2 separate regions of the Oryctolagus cuniculus genome follow, and region 1 is linked to region 2. The links are chromatin contacts, called in public Micro-C maps. All regions are on one chromosome and are shown on one strand. Each heading gives the region's core, a stretch centred on a gene start, on an enhancer-like site or on the middle of the called end of the contact. The rest is flanking DNA. Distances are from core to core; before and after follow the strand shown. Region 1 holds the start of FAM98C (family with sequence similarity 98 member C). Region 2 holds the start of MAP4K1 (mitogen-activated protein kinase kinase kinase kinase 1).

The links. A called contact is a pair of places that touch in the nucleus more often than the background predicts.
Region 1: a contact with region 2 is called in a Micro-C map of ear pinna, with 2.7 times the contacts expected there. The contact joins the promoter of FAM98C here to the promoter of MAP4K1 in region 2. A contact is called at or near these places in 2 of 6 Hi-C or Micro-C datasets (ear pinna and an unstated tissue).

What each region holds. Positions count from the first base shown.
Region 1 is chr18:16,210,442-16,215,179 of mOryCun1.1, reverse strand. FAM98C (family with sequence similarity 98 member C) reads left to right here and starts at 1,691. Exons shown (of 7, transcript XM_051846712.2): 1 at 1,691-1,838; 2 at 1,948-2,078; 3 at 2,519-2,724; 4 at 2,934-3,011; 5 at 3,087-3,203; 6 at 3,577-3,744. The coding sequence starts at 1,774. It overlaps RASGRP4 (RAS guanyl releasing protein 4), which reads right to left. Exons shown (of 16, transcript XM_051846707.2): 16 at 3,250-4,738.
Region 2 is chr18:16,064,552-16,069,489 of mOryCun1.1, reverse strand. MAP4K1 (mitogen-activated protein kinase kinase kinase kinase 1) reads right to left here and starts at 2,601. Exons shown (of 32, transcript XM_051847122.2): 1 at 2,486-2,601; 2 at 565-631; 3 at 330-387; 4 at 117-207. The coding sequence starts at 348. EIF3K (eukaryotic translation initiation factor 3 subunit K) reads left to right here and starts at 1,185. Exons shown (of 8, transcript XM_002711501.5): 1 at 1,185-2,031; 2 at 2,583-2,681; 3 at 4,608-4,728. The coding sequence starts at 1,292.

The sequences.
Region 1 (4,738 bases), core at 442-2,941, 150 kb before region 2:
TTCTTCTCTGAGGTCCCTAGCCCACTGCCAGCTCCCAGGGGGAATTACCTGGGAACTACTGGGGACCCTGATGGAGGTAGGAACAGCTTAGACCTGGAACAATGATATTTAACAACAGTAGAAGCAAAGACAGCAGCAATAACAGTGGGTCTGGGGTTTAAAATGCATCAAATCTGGGGTTTAAAAAATGTTTATCGGGGCTGGCACCATGGCTCACTTGGTTAATCCTCCACCTGTGGTGCTGGCATCCCGTATGGGTGTTGGTTCTAATCCTGGCTGCTCCTCTTCCAGTCCAGCTCTCTGCTGTGGCAGTGGAGGATGGCCCAGGTGCTTGGGCCCTGCACCTGCATGGGAGACCAGGAGGAAGCACCTGGCTCCTGGCTTTGGATCGGCACGGCACTGTCCGTAGTGGCTATTTGAGGGTGAAAAAAACGGAAGGAAGACTTTTCTGTCTCTCTCTCACTGTCTATAACGCTGTCAAATTAAAAAAAAAAGTTTATCCACTTGAAATGCAAAGTGACACACAGGGACCCATCTTCCCTTCCCAAATGTCCCCAATAGCCAAGATTGGGCCAGCCCTAAGCTAGGAGCCCAGACCTCCATCTGGGGTTTCCATGTGGGTGGCGGGGGCCCCAAACACTGGAGCCATCACTGCTGCCTCCTAGGAGGAACTGGCAGGGAGCTGGGTCAGAAGTGGAGTAGCCAGGACTGGAACCAACGCTCACATGGAACGCCTGTGTCGAAAGTGGCTGTTCTTAAATGAGTATCCCCTATAGCCTGCCAAGCACTTTTTCTTTTAAGATTTATGTATTTATTTGAAAGGCAGAGTTACAGAGAGGCAGAGACAGAGAGAGATCATCCATCTGCTGGTTCATCTCCAAAAGGCCACAACGCCCGGAGCTGAGCCGATCCGAAGCCAGGATCTTCTTCCGGGTCTCCCACGTGGGCGCAGGGGCCCAAGGACTTGGGCCATCCTCTCTACTGCTATCCCAGGTCATAGCAGAGAGCTGGGTCCGAAGTGGAACAGTCGGGATTAGACCCAGCGCTCATATGGGATGCCGGCACTGCAGGTGGCAGCTTAGCCCACTAAGCCGCAGCTCCGGCCCCCAAGCGCTTTTTCTACACAGGACTCTAACCTGCACAGGGAACACTAAGAGGGGACACTATTGTTACTCAGATGGGAAGCAAACTGGCAGGAACCTGGTGGTGGTGGAGTAAAACCCTCCCCGTGTGCCTGATCCTGCTCTCCTCATCACATCGGCCCCCTCCCTCCAGGGCCCACTGTAGTCCATCAGGAGGACCTGGTTTTGGTGGGGGAGGCGCGTGCAGGATCAGCCGGGACTCCTAGCTCCCTTAGATCCCCAAGCCTAAGAAGGAGAGGAAGAAACAAGTTTCTGGATTTGGGGCGGAGCTGGATGATCAACACTAGGTCTAAGGTGCTTTAAGAACAAAGGGCAGCCAGGGAGGCTGAAGAAAGACTCGGTAGACACCTCCCAGCCTACTCCAACTGCCCTGAACGCACGCGCTAGAATTTACAGCCCCGGGTGTGTGTGGGGGGTGGCGGTCTCAGAAGCCGCGCAGGTTACCCCCGAGGGCGGCACGGGGGCGGGCTCTGCATCCTCCTGCACCAATCGGACCGTCGAAGCCCCTCCGTGAGAAGCGGGTGATTGGTCGGGTGGCGCAACGCTACGCCGCCGGGGGCGCTGCGCTCCTGGGGCGGAGCCGGCCACCGGCCGCCAGGGGGCGCGCGCTGGGCACCGAGGCTCCGCGCTCATGGAGGGGGCAGAGGCGGAAGCGCGAGAGGGGGCCGCGGTGGCCCGTGACCTGCTGACCCTCGGGTAAGGGGCTGCGCGGCGTGGCCGGGGCGTGCAGGAAGCGCAGGCTTTGCCTCTAGGACGCGGACGGGGAGGGATTCTCCTTGACGCGCTGCCCTCGGTCTCGCCTCAGGTATGAGGGTTTCCCGGAGGCGGCGTCGCGGGGCACCTCGTGCCCAGCCTTCAGGGCCCTGTGCGCGCGGCTGGCGGCGGAGCTGGTCACTCTGGGCGCCCTGGAGCAGCGGCAAGAGGACGCCAGCGGCGGTGCGTGCAGGGCCGGGGCCGGGGGCGGGTCCCGCAGCCGCCGCCCCCGCGCCTGACGCCGCCCGCCTCCTGCAGGCCCGGGCGCGGAGGCGGCGTTCGTGCGGCGGTTGGCCGGCGTGCTGCGGGAGCTGCACTGCCCGGATCGCGCGCTCTGCGGCGGGGACGGCGAGACCGCGCTGCGGGAGCCCGGCGCTGGCCTGCGCCTGCTGCGTGAGTCTCCCGCAGCCCCGCGATGCGGAAGTGGGCGAGGCTGCGGCCGCCCAGGCGGGTGGAGTCAGGATGGGGCGGGCGGAGGGCTGGGTTTAGAGTTGGCCACGTGAGGTCGTGGACGCCACGTGGGTGGGACCAGAAGGTGCGAGGTGGGAGACTTGGTAGCCTGCGGGGCTTTTTGATTCTGGGGGGTGGAGTCGCAGCCCTCCTCCATTGCATTTTCCTTGTAGGCTTCCTCTGCTCCGAACTCCAGGCCGCCCGCCTCCTGCGTCTGCGCCCGCAGCGGGACTCCAGGCCAGTGCTGGCTTTCGGGGAAGGGACAGAGGAAGGGGCTGGCCCGGCCCACGAACTGGTCCTCACCCTGCGAGCCCTGGGGCTGCCTAGACCCGTGCGGGGGACTCCTGCCAGCCAGCTGCTACAGGAGTTGCATGCCAAGGTAGGGCCAGGGTCTTCTCCCCACCCAGGCCACCCTTCCTTGGAGGAGAGAGTCTTGTCCCCCAAAGCGACACTGGCAGGCATGTCCCAGCCACAGGGGTGTTTTTCTGGAGCTGCGTCCACCATTCTTGCTTCTGTGGCACGGGTCGCCGGGGCCCAGACGCTTCCGTCCTGTTTCTGTTCCGATGGGCCTCTGCCTTCTTCCATCAGATCTCGGAGCTGCTGCCTTCCCTGCCGCCAGGGTTCATGCGGCCGCTCCTCCACCACCCGCTGGATGCGCCCAGATGGGTGAGACTGGGTCTGGCTGTGTGTGAAGGCTGCCCTGGCCCAGAGACCCCTGCGTGACGGAAACCGTTCTCCTAGGAAGCGCTGGAGTCCCTGTCCCAGAGCCTGACGGAGCAGTACCGCTGCCGCCGCTGCCTCCTGCTGAAGCGCCTTGACCTCACCACGTCTGCTTTCCACTGGAGTGAGCGGGCAGAGGTGCAGGCCCTGGCCCTCGGCCGGAGCGGGCAGCTCCATGGGGGGGGGGGCACAGTCGCAGGGTGGAAGAGTGGGGGCCGGGCCAGTTACCCCCTTGCAGGTTCTGAGGCCTGAGCCCTTGTAGAATCTCCTGGCCCCCAGGGTATGCCAGGATTCCCAGCCGGGCGCCCCGAGCGGCCTCAGACCTGAACCCCTTGTTTGGGACTGTGGGCAGTGAGGGGGCGTTGGCTGGTGCTGTGTTGCTAGGACGAAGCGGCCAGGACTGGGTACTTTAAAAGCGAAAGAGGTTGATTCTGGCTCGCAGGTTTGGAGGCTGAGAGGCCAGGTGAGAGGCAGGGTTCTTGGGCATGTCCTGCGTGTGCCTCTCTCCCAGGCCCAGGGGGAGGCCATGAAGGCAGTGCTGATCCCAATCCGAGAGGTCCTGACGCCAGAATCCGACGTCTCCATTGCACACGTCCTGGCTGCCCGTGCTGACCTGTCTCGCCTGGTGCCCGCCACCAGTGCAGCTGCCCGCCGCGGGACCTGCTGTGCCGTCAACAAGGTGGGCACCTGGGCTGGGAGAGGGCCTGGCTTTGGTCTTCACGTCGGCCGTTCAGCCTCTCTGTTGGTCTAGGCTTGTCCTCCCCTGCTGGGTTCTTGCCCCCTGGACTCACCCTCTTCACATGGTGGTTAGAAGGATGCTTCTCACCGAAAAACCTGGCCATGAACTTCCCTAGCTCAGAACCCCTCCCCGGTTCCCCACTGCTTTTCCCTGAGCCCCTGCCTGCCTCTGTAGCTTGGGCTTAAAATCTTTCTTCATCACCTCACCTTACATGTATTGCATTGGTTTATTTATTTATTTTGAAAGGCAGAGTCAGAGAGAGAGGGAGAGACAGATCTTCCATCCCCTGGCTCATGCCCCAGATGGCCACAATGGCCAAGGCTGGGTCAGGCTGAAGCCAGGAGCCAGGAGCTTCATCCAGGTCTCCCACATGGTGGCAGGGGCCCAGACACTTGGGCTACATTCTGCTTTTCCCAAGCATTTAGCATGGTGTTGGAGCAGAAGTGGGGCGGCCAGGACTCGAACCCATGCCCATGTGGGCTGCTGGCATCACAGGTGGCAGCTTTACCTGCTACGCCCCGATGCCAGCTCCTGCGTTGCTTTTTAAGCAATAAAAAGAAGCAAACAGAAATGCCGTCTGTTTAAATGACTAAATGACTAAGTACCTAGTCTCATACCTCTCTAAGTCATCTCAAACCTGTGATACACAAACGATGGATAATTAGAAGAAAGAAATCACCAGTTTGCTGGAAATGTTATACAGAGCTCCGTATGTGAAGCCAACAAAGCTGAGGTGCACTCGTAGATACCGGGGTGGGGAGGAGGCTTGGCGTTCCGCCGTCACCCTCCGCTTTATCTCCCTTTGCTGAGGCCTTTAGGACCCCCCGGTATCTCCCACCGACGCAGTCCCTCCTCCCGCAAAGCCGGAGCCGCGTGGTCAACATCTGCCCCTGCCTCCTTCTGCCTGCAGCTCTTCCCTTGGCTCGCCGGGCTC
Region 2 (4,938 bases), core at 1,352-3,851:
TCGGGGGTGAGCTCGAGGTGCCCCAGTTGAAGATGGGGCTCCAGAATCGGAGAGGAGGTCAGCGGGTGCCCCTTTGGGAGGGAGGACCCCAGGTCGGGGTAGGGGGAGGCCGTCACCAGAGGTAGCTCCCATGGTAGGCCACGATGTTGGCGTGCCGGCAGGTCTTCAATATGAGGATTTCCTTCTGCAGGGTAGAGACGTCGTCGTCTGCGAGCAGGGGCGGAGAGAAAAGAAAGCTGCCGGGAAGGCAGAGGAGGCCGGCCCAGCGGGGCCCGCAGGTGCGGCAGGGGAGGGGAGGGGAGGGCAGGGGTCCCGGGTCCTGCGCTCACCAGGCTCCATTTTCACCATCTTCAGCGCCACCAGGTCCCCCGACACCTTGTCTCGAGCCTTGGAAAGGGCAAGTTTGCAGCTGGAGGGTTTCCATCCGCCCGAGCCCACCCCCCACCCCAGCATCCCTGAGCCAAGGCTAAGCACTGGGGCCCTCCTGCACCCCCTTCCTTGCTTGGGCCTCAGCCCGAAGGTCCTGGGCTTCAGGGTGACGGAGAGACCGAGAGGCCTGCTCACCTTGAACACTTCCCCGTAGGTGCCGCCACCCAGCCGCTGAAGCAGGTCGTAGTGGTCCCGGGGGTCCCTGTTGAAGATGTCGGGGTCCGCGAGGTCCATCCCTGGGGGCTGGAGCTGGGCCTGTGCCCAGGGGCCAGCGGGGCCTCAGGGCTCCAGCTCTGGCACCTCCCTCCCTCCCTCCCTCCCTCCCTTCCCCACAAGCCCTGCACCGCCTCGCCTCCTCTCTGTGGGCTGTGGCCTCCCCCTTCCCCACTCTCGCTTCCTGTCCCAGCTGCAGGCCTGGGCAAACGGCTCCACCCCTGTCCCCTGGGCTCCGAAAGCCAGTGAGGAGCAGCTTGCCTCGGGACCCAGGGGACCCCCCTACGCCCCCAAGGCCGGGGGCTGGATGTAAATGAGATGCAAATAGCCTTAATTGTAACCTGGGGAGGGGAGCGCCCTAGCACCCCCTCTCCCCCCCTCCTCCAGTCCTGGGCTGCTGGAGGGTGTCTGGGGCTACTAGCCATGGGTGCTTACACTCGGAAGTGGCAGGTCTGCGCAGGGACGGCCGTGCAGCCTGCACACCTGTTCCCTAGGACACATCCGTGTGCCCAGAGTTTTGCAGAGGCCTAACCATGTGCATGCCTGGGTATCTGTGTACACGTGGAGTTACCCAGAGCGCACACTCCACGTATGTGGCCATGCATGTGTACCCGCGTGTGTAGTGTACAGTCTTGACACAAATAACTCAATGCGGCACACAGGGGGGTCTAAGCCTTCAGCCAGGGGGCGGAGGCTAGGAACCTTTTACCCCAGCCTCTGCCCAGCAGAGCGCACGGCTTCGTGGACCCCTATTCCCCTGTGGCTGGAGCTGGGACGGAGGGTGGGGACCACAGTTCAAAACTTGAAACGGAGAAGCTCGGGATCCTGTCTCAGGAGCCCAGGATGGTCGGGACTCGGCCGCGGCCCAAAAAAAAAAAAAGGCGGCTCCGTGCCTTCCCGCACAGTTCATTGGGTTCACGGCCGCGCGCAATACGACGTGCACGCACGCCGGCAGGGCTCGGCCTCTTCCTGGCGCCTTCGTGCGCGCGCGCGCGCGTCCCCGGGCCCGAAGCGGGACCTGCGAGGCCCGGGAAAAGCTCAGCCCCGCCTCCTCGCTCCCACGACGGCGGCTGCGCCCTGGGTCACACTGAGCTTTTTCTCTCGCGGTCGGTCCAGCTCGGGCGGAGCAAACGCGCAGGCGCCAATTACGCCTGCGGGGCGGGGGCGGATCACGTGTCAGCCGGAAAGCGTGGCCGCCGCCGCTTGCGCCTTCCGCCTCGGCGCGCCCGGCGGTGCCGAGCCGCGTACGTCGTTTCCGTTTCCGCTACGTCTTTCCTCTTCCGGCCTTGGGAGACCTGGTGCGGGCTGCTTGCGGAAGGCGGCGGGAGCCATGGCGATGTTTGAGCAGATGAGAGCGAACGTGGGCAAGTTGCTCAAGGGTATCGACAGGTCTGAGCCCGGTCAGGCGGAGCGCTCTGGCCACGCGGAATGGAGGAGCAAAGGGTGGCTCGTGGGGAGGGCATTCCCGGAGGGAGTGGCGTTTTTGGAAAACAGCGCAGGGCAGCCGGGGGCGAGCCGAGCCCCCCACTCGGCCGCCTCTTTAATTGCCTTGAGACTGACAGTAGGCAATGCTAGGAGCCAGATGGGACCGAGACTCCCGCAGGCGGTTTCCCTGGACTGAGTTCCCATTCCGAAGGGGAGAGCAACCCAGCCACACGTAGGAGTGGGCTGGAGCGGGCAGAGCTGTGCCGGGGGGAGCTGGGTAGTGAGGCGGGGAGGAAGCCACGTGTGTACCGCGGCACTGGCTGGCTGCGAACTTGGGGAGGCATCCCAGGCAAGACCCGGGACTCTGGTGGGCTTGGGGACCCCGATTTTATGAGAGGTTATAGGGCCGATCCTTTACCTGGGCAGTGGCAAGGAGGGAGGGAGAAGCAGGTTAGGGTGGCCCCCAGCCCCACCAAGGGATGCCTCCGTCTCTGCTCATCTCGAGTCTCTGCTAGGTACAATCCCGAGAACCTGGCCACGCTGGAGCGCTACGTGGAGACGCAGGCCAAGGAGAACGCCTATGACCTGGAAGCCAACCTGGCTGTCCTGAAACTGTGAGTGTCTGGCCCGGTCCCCACCCCCACGTCAGCAGCTAGCAGCCTGCTGTTCCCTGCACGGGGGTGGGGTGGGTGGGTGAGAAGTGGGTAGCTGGGTGTAGCCTGTGGGTTCTCTGGCTGTATGACACCAGGGAGACCAGGGAAGTAGGGGCGGGAGGAGGGAGGAATTTTAAAAAATTAATTACAGGGGCCAGTGTTGTGACATAGCAGGTTAAGTCTCCATCTGTGACGTCAGTGTCCCATATGGGTGCTGGTTTGAGTCCTGGCTGCTCCACTTCTGATCCAGCTCCTTGCTAATGCGCCTGGGGAAGCCGTGGAAGATGGCCCAGGTGCGTGGGCCCTTGCATCCGTGTGGGAGACCCGGATGGAGTTCCAGGCTCCTGGCTATTGCGGCTATGTAGGGAGAGAACTAGCAAATGAAAGGCCTCTGTGTGTGTGTCTCTCCCTCTCTGGAACTCTGCCTTTCAAATACATTTTTTTAGAAAATACAAATGTGTGAGTAGGGTAGTACATGAAACTGATAAGGAGATACAGCTTAAGCGAGCCCCCATGTGCATGGCATCTATGTCCTGAGGTCGTGGCCTGGCCTTGAACTTGTTCACAGACGTGTGCATCCTGCTTCAGCCCTGGGTCTGTGAGATCAGTACACTGTGCGTTGTTCAGGTTTGGTTTTGTTCTGACCTATTTAAGGGGCCGAGAGATGGGGCTGCTTCCCACTGGTTCACTCCCAGATCCCCCTGGCACCTGGGGCTGTGCTAAAGCCAGCAACCCAGTGTAGGTCTTCCCGGCGGAAGGCGGGGACCCGGTCACTTGAGCTGTCACTGCTGCTTCCCAGGGTCAGGAGCTGGAGACGGGCACCAAACCCAGGCACTCGGCCGTGGGGAGGGTGAGCCCTCCCCCAGGCTGTGTATTTATTTTTATTTTGTGGCTGTCCTTGGTGAGCACTGGTCACTGTGTGACTCTGTCTTAATTCGCTGTGGGTGGACCTCGGGTTTCTTCCCTCTCGCGTGCTCTCTGACCCACGATCAGCTGTGTGGTGTTGGCAGGTTACGTAGCCCTGGTGGTGGTATTTGTACAGTGGGGCTTTGCGTCTGCGCGGGAGAGCAGGTTGTTACTGGCGAGCACCAGTATCGGCTGTTACCCACGCGCTGGCCACTGTGCTGCCAGCATCATGTGACTCAGCTGGTCACCGCATCCCATCCCTCCTGTGAGGGAGATGCGGGTGTCGTTCTCCCTCCCCCTCCCCCTCCCCCTCTCTCTCCCCCTCCCTTTCCCTCCCTCTCTTTGTGGAAAGGCAAAGTGACAGAGGAGGAGAGACAGAAAGGGAGAGAGATCTTCTGTCCGCTGGTTCCCCCAAATGGCTGCAACAGCCAGGGCTGGGCTGGGTCAGGCCATAGCCAGGAGCTTCTTCTGGGTCCCCCATGTGGGTGCAGAGGCCCAAGCACTTGGGCCATCTTCTGCTTACCCAGGCGCATTCGCAGAGAGCTGGGTGGAGCAGCCAGGTCTTGAACCAGCACCCATATGGGATGACGGTGTTGCAGGTGGTGGCTTTACCCGCTATGTCACCACGTCGGCCCCTGTTCTTTGCTGAGACTTGAAAACAAGCCATCCACGGTTGCTCCGCAGGGAGTTTTAAACCTAGGCAGGCTGCTCCAGAGCCTGAGCCACTCCCCAGACGGCTCCTAGACTCACCTGTTGGCGAGTCTCTTGGCACTATCTGCCCTTCTGGGTGGTTTTGAGGTCAAACCATCCCCGTCTACAGAGCAGAAAGCAGGGAATTGGGAGGTTAAGGTGATGTAGCCAGAAAGTGTCGTTGTGGGGACCGGAGCCCCGGCCTGGCCAGCTCCCAGGCTGCAGAGCACAGCAGTGGGCCACGTGCCGGTGGAGGTGGCCCCGTTCCATGTGTCTTGTCTCCCTGCCCAGGTACCAGTTCAACCCAGCCTTCTTTCAGACCACGGTCACAGCCCAGATCCTGCTGAAGGCCCTCACCAACCTGCCCCACACAGACTTCACGCTGTGCAAGTGCATGATCGACCAGGCTCACGTATCCTCCCGTGTGTCTGCTGTGGGCCTGGGCCCTGCCCTCTTGGAGGGCCAGGGCAGGGCGATCCAGGCGCAGGGAACCCAAGAGGCCGCAGCTGTCTCGGACAGCACAGCGAGTCGGGCACGGGAATGCCAGGGATTTCCAAGTGGAACGTGGCCAGGTCTCGAGGACACTGGGGAGCCCTGGGAAGCGTTAGCCGCAGGGCGCTGG